Regions from separate parts of the Mus musculus genome. Here region 2 is linked to region 1. The links are chromatin contacts, called in public HiChIP or PLAC-seq maps. All regions are on one chromosome and are shown on one strand. The core of a region is the stretch at or near the end of the contact, and the rest is flanking DNA. Distances in the headings are between cores, read along the strand shown.

Region 1 (3,285 bases), core at 220-2,719:
CCCTGAGTCATCAGTATGAAGATGCTGGGTTCTCCAAGTCATTCCTCCGCCTCCTTTTCTCGAGGGCTCCCTCTCCCGACTGCTTAGCTCTTGCAGGGGTTCAGATAGAAATCCCGCACTGCAAATGGCTCTCCGCCTGGCTCCCTGACTCACATAATTGTCCGCAGCCCCCTCGGACCACAGACCAGCTAGGATACCCCACCACAAGACCCAATCCAAATGGGGCTCCCGCCAGCTCCCCAAACCGAAGAGAGGCTGCGGGCTGGGGCCGCGGAGGCGAGGAAGAGGACGCGTGCCGCTGCAGAGCGCCATCAGGGGTGAGAGCGTGGGAGTCTGGAGGAGGAGGAGGCCACACCCAGAGGTGCGAGCGCGGGGGGCGTGGCCCCGGCGAAAACGAGGCAGGGGGCGTGGCCGAGCGCCAAGCTGAGGAGGAGTCGGAGAAGTGGTGGACGTAGAGCCGCACCCTTAGGTGAGCGCGCAGGGGGCGTGGCCACACCTAGAGCTGGGAACGAGGCTGAGGGCGTGGCTCCAGGCCGGGGGCGTGGCCGTCCCCACCCCCCCCCCCCACACACACACACGGGAGGGAGAGGCTCCGGCCTTTCAGGACGCGCTGAGCTTCCCCACGGGCGGCGCGCGCATCCGTCCCCGCGTCGCGTGAGGCCACGTCCGGGTTAGGCGGGCGCCACCTGGGCGCGGCCGAGGCGAGCGGAGCGTCGGCGAATCCCGCGCGGGCGCGGCGGCGAACAGGTGCCCGCGCGCGTCAGGCGCCGGCCCCCGGGGCGGGGAAGAGGGGCGCGGCCGGAAGCGCGGGGCGGGCGGGCGGAGGAGCGAGCCCGGCGGGCGAGCCGGGCGGGTTCCTCGGCCGGGTGAGCTGCGGGGCCGGGCAGGCAAGAAGGAAGGACTGCTCCGGGGCTGTGCGGCCAACGATGTCGAGCCGCCGCCTCGGCCCCTGCAGCAGCAGCAGCCGCCGTCGCCGCCGCTGCTGCCGCCGAGCCGGGGGACATGGAGCGCGGCTGCAAGGAGCGGCCGACGGCAGCAGCAGCAACGAGCGACGCAGCGACAGCGGAGCGCAGCCCTCCCCGTGAGGCGCCGGCCGGCCGGCGGCGGCGGCGACGGCGGCAGCAGAAGCAGCAGCGGCAGCAACAGGGCGGCTGAACCCCGGCCGCGGCGGCGATCCTTAGCGCGGCTTCTCCTCCCGCTCCGCACCCCGCCACCCCTCTTCAATCTCCCCTTCTGCCGCTCTTGCCCACCCCCGTCGTCCGCGTCCCGGGCGCGCGCCAGCAGCTGAGCCCCCCGGGGGCGGGGGCGCGTGTCGCCGGCGCGGGGGAGGGGCCGCCCGCCTGCCCGCCCGCGCGCGCCGCGCCCAGGGCTCGCGGGGACCCGGGGGGCGCGTGCCGCGGCGCAAGGCGAGGCGAAGCGCGGGGCGGCGCGGCGGGGCCCCTCCCCCGCCATCCCCATCCCCACCCCCCGCCTTGCAGCCTGGCGCGCGCCGGCCGGGCCGCACCGCTGCGGGCTCGGCGCGCGCGGGCCATGTCCGCCTTCTGCCTGGGCTTGGCCGGCCGAGCTTCAGCACCCGCCGAGCCGGACAGCGCCTGCTGCATGGAGCTGCCCGCTGGGGCCGGGGACGCAGTCCGGAGTCCCGCCACTGCTGCCGCCCTCGTCTCCTTCCCCGGAGGTCCCGGGGAACTGGAACTGGCCTTAGAGGAGGAGCTGGCGTTGCTGGCGGCCGGGGAGCGGTCGTCCGAGCCCGGCGAGCATCCTCAGGCGGAGCCGGAGTCTCCGGTTGAGGGGCACGGGCCGCCGCTGCCGCCGCCGCCTACCCAGGATCCCGAGCTGCTGTCGGTGATCCGCCAGAAGGAGAAGGATCTGGTGTTGGCGGCCCGACTAGGCAAGGCGCTGCTCGAGAGGAACCAGGACATGAGCCGGCAGTACGAGCAGATGCACAAGGAGCTGACGGACAAGCTAGAGGTGAGGACCTTCCGGCGGCATGGGTGGGGAGCTGGGGTGCCTGCCTGTCCTCCCCGTTTCCGTGCCTAGTCTACCTCGAAGAAGATCATCGAGAACGGGGAGGCAGGAGGGATAGTTTTCACCAGCATCAGCGCGTTCGTTGAGCCCACCTGCCTTTCCCACCCAGCTCGGATGTGAGTCCGTGCACGTCTCTCACCGTTGTGGGCCGTTCTATATATGTATTGTACACAGAGTCTAAAATAGAGCTTACAGTATGACTAATTTATACAGCACCAAGGCGATATCTGCACACAGAAATGAGAACATCGAGAAGCATTTAAAATATGCTTCAGGTGTTCGGAGAAGCAGTTAATCTCTAATCAGGGTGTTAGCCCAGAGCTTTCCAGTCCGGGCATTAAGGCCTCTGGATGCCCTTGTCTTAACTTTCTGGCAGAGAGTTGTGGGGAACAAGTGCCTCGAAAGGAGCTTTATATAGCTTTCAAATGCTTAGGGATTAGGGGATGTGGTTCCATTGCAGAAATCAGAGAAGGCAGGGCTCATCATGTGATTAGTTTGGGCTTCAGTAGCTATGTGTGTCTCAGTAGTACTTTCCTGTGTCCTGGGTCTTAGCATGTATGTTACTTTTAACCACTACTAAAAACATTTCCCCTCACCCACCCCTGTGGGAGGGTCGTTTCCTGGCAAAATGGTTCAGTGGGTAAGGTCACTTGCCCCAATTGGTTCCTCAGAACCCATGTGGGATGTCACTAGCAACGTGTCCTCCGGCCTACACACACACCCCAGTTAATAAATAATCCTAAGTACGTTTTCAAATGAGTAATATTTCTGTTAATTCCATGCAACAACATCGTCTACAACTGTGTTTATTGGGATTTTGCTCTTAAGCAGAAAGAGTCTTGAATGGTAACTGAGGGTACCTAGAAAAAGATAGCCATTCCAAAGTGGTAGGTTTTCAAAATAAAAAGGAGAGCAGGCTCGAGCTGTGGAAACAGCCAGGCTTTTCTGGCCCTCTGCGTTCAGCACTGTTACCCATTTTTCTTGGACTAGTTCTCCTCGTTCTCATTACGAGAACATCATAGTACAGATGTGACCAGGCCCGAAACTAGCCCTCTGTCAGGTTCTCCTCCACTGCTTCTGTTTGGTCAGAATGTGAGTGGACAAACACTTCTGCCGTGGGATTGATGTGCGTCTAGAGTCTAGTCACCTATCGAAAGTTAAATCAGAAGAAAGGAAACCAGTGAGCGGCCTGTGTTTCAGCCGGGCCCGTTATCGAGGCCTGCCGGTCGATGGACTCCTGATACATGGCTTGAAAAGTTG
Region 2 (3,285 bases), core at 372-2,871, 1.4 Mb before region 1:
AAGTCACTCCACAGAGCAGCTGGGGAGCGCTCCTTCAAAGGCTCTCATTGCATTGGTCTCTCCTATTCAAATGGCTTAAACGGCTCCCCACTATCTCCGGTTCAGAGTTCAAACTTCTTGCTATGTGATTCAAAAAGTCTTTGATTCCCCACTGTCCCTAAGTCCCCGGCTTTGTTCCCACCCTCTGAACTCGGCTGAGCGTGCACTGATCATGTCCTGCCACACCTGATGAAAAGCTGGCCAGCCTTTGGGACTTCGTATAGATCCCACCGCCACCGGGTGTAAAGAAGTACCCTGACAACTTCCTGATGGCATCTACCCTTTACATGACACGGCCACTCCTTAACTTCATTCCTTGTGACTAGCAATTTGAGGACGCTTAGGCATGCCTTCTGCACAGTGTCCTCATGGTGACGGGCAACTGGGACTGTTCACTCAGAATTAAAGACCATCTGTCCAGGACTCAAGCTGAAGTTCTGTGTCTATCTCGCTTCTGATGAAAAGATCCAGGAGACCAACTAACTAAATAAACAATATTTTGTGTATGTGTGTGGAATAATTAAGAGAGATGATTTTTAAGGAATTTTCATTTCTATTACTTTACAAAAATAATTATGAGCAATTGCACTCCTAGGCACATACTCCAAAGAATTGAAAACATATGCTCATATGAAAATGTATACATGGGGGCCGGAGAGACAGCTTTAGCCATAACGAGTGCTTTGTGCTCTCCTGAATTCCAGCACTCATGATTGTCTGTAACTTCAAAGCCAGGGAGTGCGCGCTCTCGCTCTCTCTCTCTCTCTCTCTCTCACACACACACACACACACACAGCAATGCATATGTGGATGCTCACATCAATGTTACGATCAGCAATGGAAACACCTCAAGTGCCCATCAACTGATGAACACACAGGAGACAGTGTCACCGGCATGCACTGCTGGTCTTAAAAGGGAATGGAGTATTGACCCAGGTGGCACATGATACAACATGGATGAGTCTAGAAAATATCATGCAAAGTGGAGGGCTCTCACATACTCACACAGTGCCACATGGGGTCTGATCCCACACATAATGAAATGTCCACAATCAGACAGAAAGTTAGTGACTGTCCAGCGCTGGAGTCTATGAGAGCAAGTGACGTGGGCACACACAGTTTTGTTCATTGGTTTAATACATTAAAAACCACCTGGAAGCCAAGCCTGGTGGTGGCACACGCCTTTAAACTTCCAGCACTCAGGAGGTAGAGGCAGGTGGATCTCTGGGAGTTCAAAGGCAGCCTGATCTACAACATAGGAGGAGTTCTAGGCGGGTCCGGACTATGTAGTAAGAGCTTGGGGGAAATCCTAGTGTTTAGGAGGTAGAGTCAGGAGAATTCAAGGCCAGCTTTGATGACCCAGGGAGCCATCAGGTTGAGCTACATGAAACCTTGGCTCAGCAAAAAGACAGCAGAAATAGGCAGGGGAAAAGTCAAACAGGAAGTGAGCCTGACACTGGGCTTGAAAAGAAGGTAAAGTCTGAGAGCTAGAGATACTTTTGGTGAAATAACAAGCACTGGTACCAGTGGTGAGCCTGGAACATCTGACTGACTGCAAAGGAGCTGAAGGGACCGCCCGCCCGCCTGCCCGCCCAAGAGCAGAGGAAGTGAGGCTGGATAAACACTCTGGGGACAGATTAGCAAGGGCGTGGAGAACCTCGCAGTGGAAAGTGGGAACCTCAGAGGCCCAGCATGCAGAGTTCAGTGCTGGAAGTGGCATTTGAAGAAGGCTGTGCAGCAGGGCGTGGCGGTGCATGCCTCCAACCCCAGCACTGGAGAGACCCAGCCAGAAGATGGAGTGTTCAAGGCCAGCCTGGCCAGCACACAGTGAGACCCTGTCTCAAATAACAACCAAAAAGCAAAGGAATGAAAAGGTTGTTGGGTATGAGCTGGGGAGGGTGGGTGGGTGAGAGACCAGGATGGAGGGAGCCAGCTATGGTGACCCATAAATGAAGACACAGGGGACGGAGTCTGAACGGGACGCAGGGAACAGTTTAATTTTTACAGCAGTATTGAGGAAGTCTAACTAGGGGCAGTCTAAGTACAAGGCAGACACAGAGGAATCCAGAAGCAGGAGACAAGAGGGTCATGCTATAGGTAGAGCTATAGACTTTCAAGTGTCAGGACCATGTCCACAGGGGCTTCAGAGCCTTAGCAAAGCTGTACACAGTTTCATGGTTTAGTCAGTCTAGTCTCAGTATCTCCCTACTTCACGTCTGCTTAGCTGCCATCCCAGGGAAATCTGCTCAACCTGTCTTCGACGCATCTAAGTTCACAGACTCCTTAGAGGACAGCAATCCCCAGAGATCGACGGTAAGACACCAAAACCAAACCAAACCAAAAATACCTTCTTTATCTTCTGGGTCTGCTAAAGAAAAACTCAACAAAACCCTTTTGTTCTCCCTAATCTGACCTAAAGTGCTGAAATACAGTCTCAACCTGACCGGGTGTGCAAGAGGAACCAGCACACACTGCACAGAGAAAATAAGTTCAAAACAAAACAAAACGACGAAACCAAACGACCCTCTGGCTGGAGAGCCAGCTCAGCGTGTGAACTAGAGTTAGATCCCCAATGCCCATGTGGATGAAGGGCGTGGTGATCATCCGTAACCTGCCTGCTGGGTGAGGCAGATAGAGGGGGACACTTACCCTTAACCTCATACCCTCATACGACTATGCACACACAGGAACACATAAATACTTTGAAAACAAACCCATACTTTGTTCTCCCTGTGGCTCTTCTAAGTTCTACCAAATGGAGGGGAATTTTCAGTGGGTGGACAAAGGGAGAAATGGGGCTGACTCTGAGTCTGTTGGACTGAAAAATAATTTGGCTAATAATTACTAAACCTACAGCCAATTCTGCAGCCTCCCCAGCTTCTCCCCACCCGACTGGCCAGGGTAGCACACGGAGCACGTGAGAACATGGATAAGACCAGTGGGTCCCATCTCCGTGTCCATGTCCTTTTTCAGTCTGAGACACCAAGGCTTGGGAGGAGGGGGCTAGCAGGTGTGTGAAGTGACAGGGTGAGAGATGGCAGACACGTTCCTGTGCCAAGCCCAAAAATACGAGACAAAGACGGAGAGTAATGCAGGAGGGCTGAGCAGGAGCCCCAGTGCAGGGGTCAGCCGCTAAGAACCAAGAACACCAGCGGCAGATTCTCTGACTCCCTGAACTGTTGCCCAAGGTGGGTGGGACCGTACTGGCGATGGGGGCTTACTGGCAGCATTTGGCAGAGCGCGCGC

What was found. HiChIP or PLAC-seq counts read pairs in DNA pulled down with a chosen protein or histone mark.
Region 2: a contact with region 1 is called in an H3K27ac HiChIP or PLAC-seq map of large pre-B cells, with 7 times the contacts expected there. The contact joins the enhancer-like site here to the promoter of Bicdl1 in region 1. A contact is called at or near these places in 1 of 39 promoter capture datasets (hippocampal neurons), 2 of 484 Hi-C or Micro-C datasets (both in embryonic stem cells), 3 of 115 datasets of contacts at active chromatin or transcription factors (embryonic stem cells, large pre-B cells and pancreatic cancer cells) and 1 of 9 other capture datasets (embryonic stem cells).

Annotation. Positions count from the first base shown.
Region 1 is chr5:115,729,805-115,733,089 of GRCm38.p6, reverse strand. It overlaps Bicdl1 (BICD family like cargo adaptor 1), which reads left to right and starts at 1,469. Exons shown (of 9, transcript NM_001080808.2): 1 at 1,469-1,968. The coding sequence starts at 1,531.
Region 2 is chr5:117,137,132-117,140,416 of GRCm38.p6, reverse strand. All of the region lies in intron 1 of Taok3 (TAO kinase 3), which reads right to left. Among named protein-coding and RNA genes, the nearest start is that of Taok3, 19 kb to the right of the region's middle. Within about 2 kb of position 1,621, at least 132 of the 459 cell types and tissues checked have an H3K27ac peak or open chromatin away from gene starts, as enhancers often do.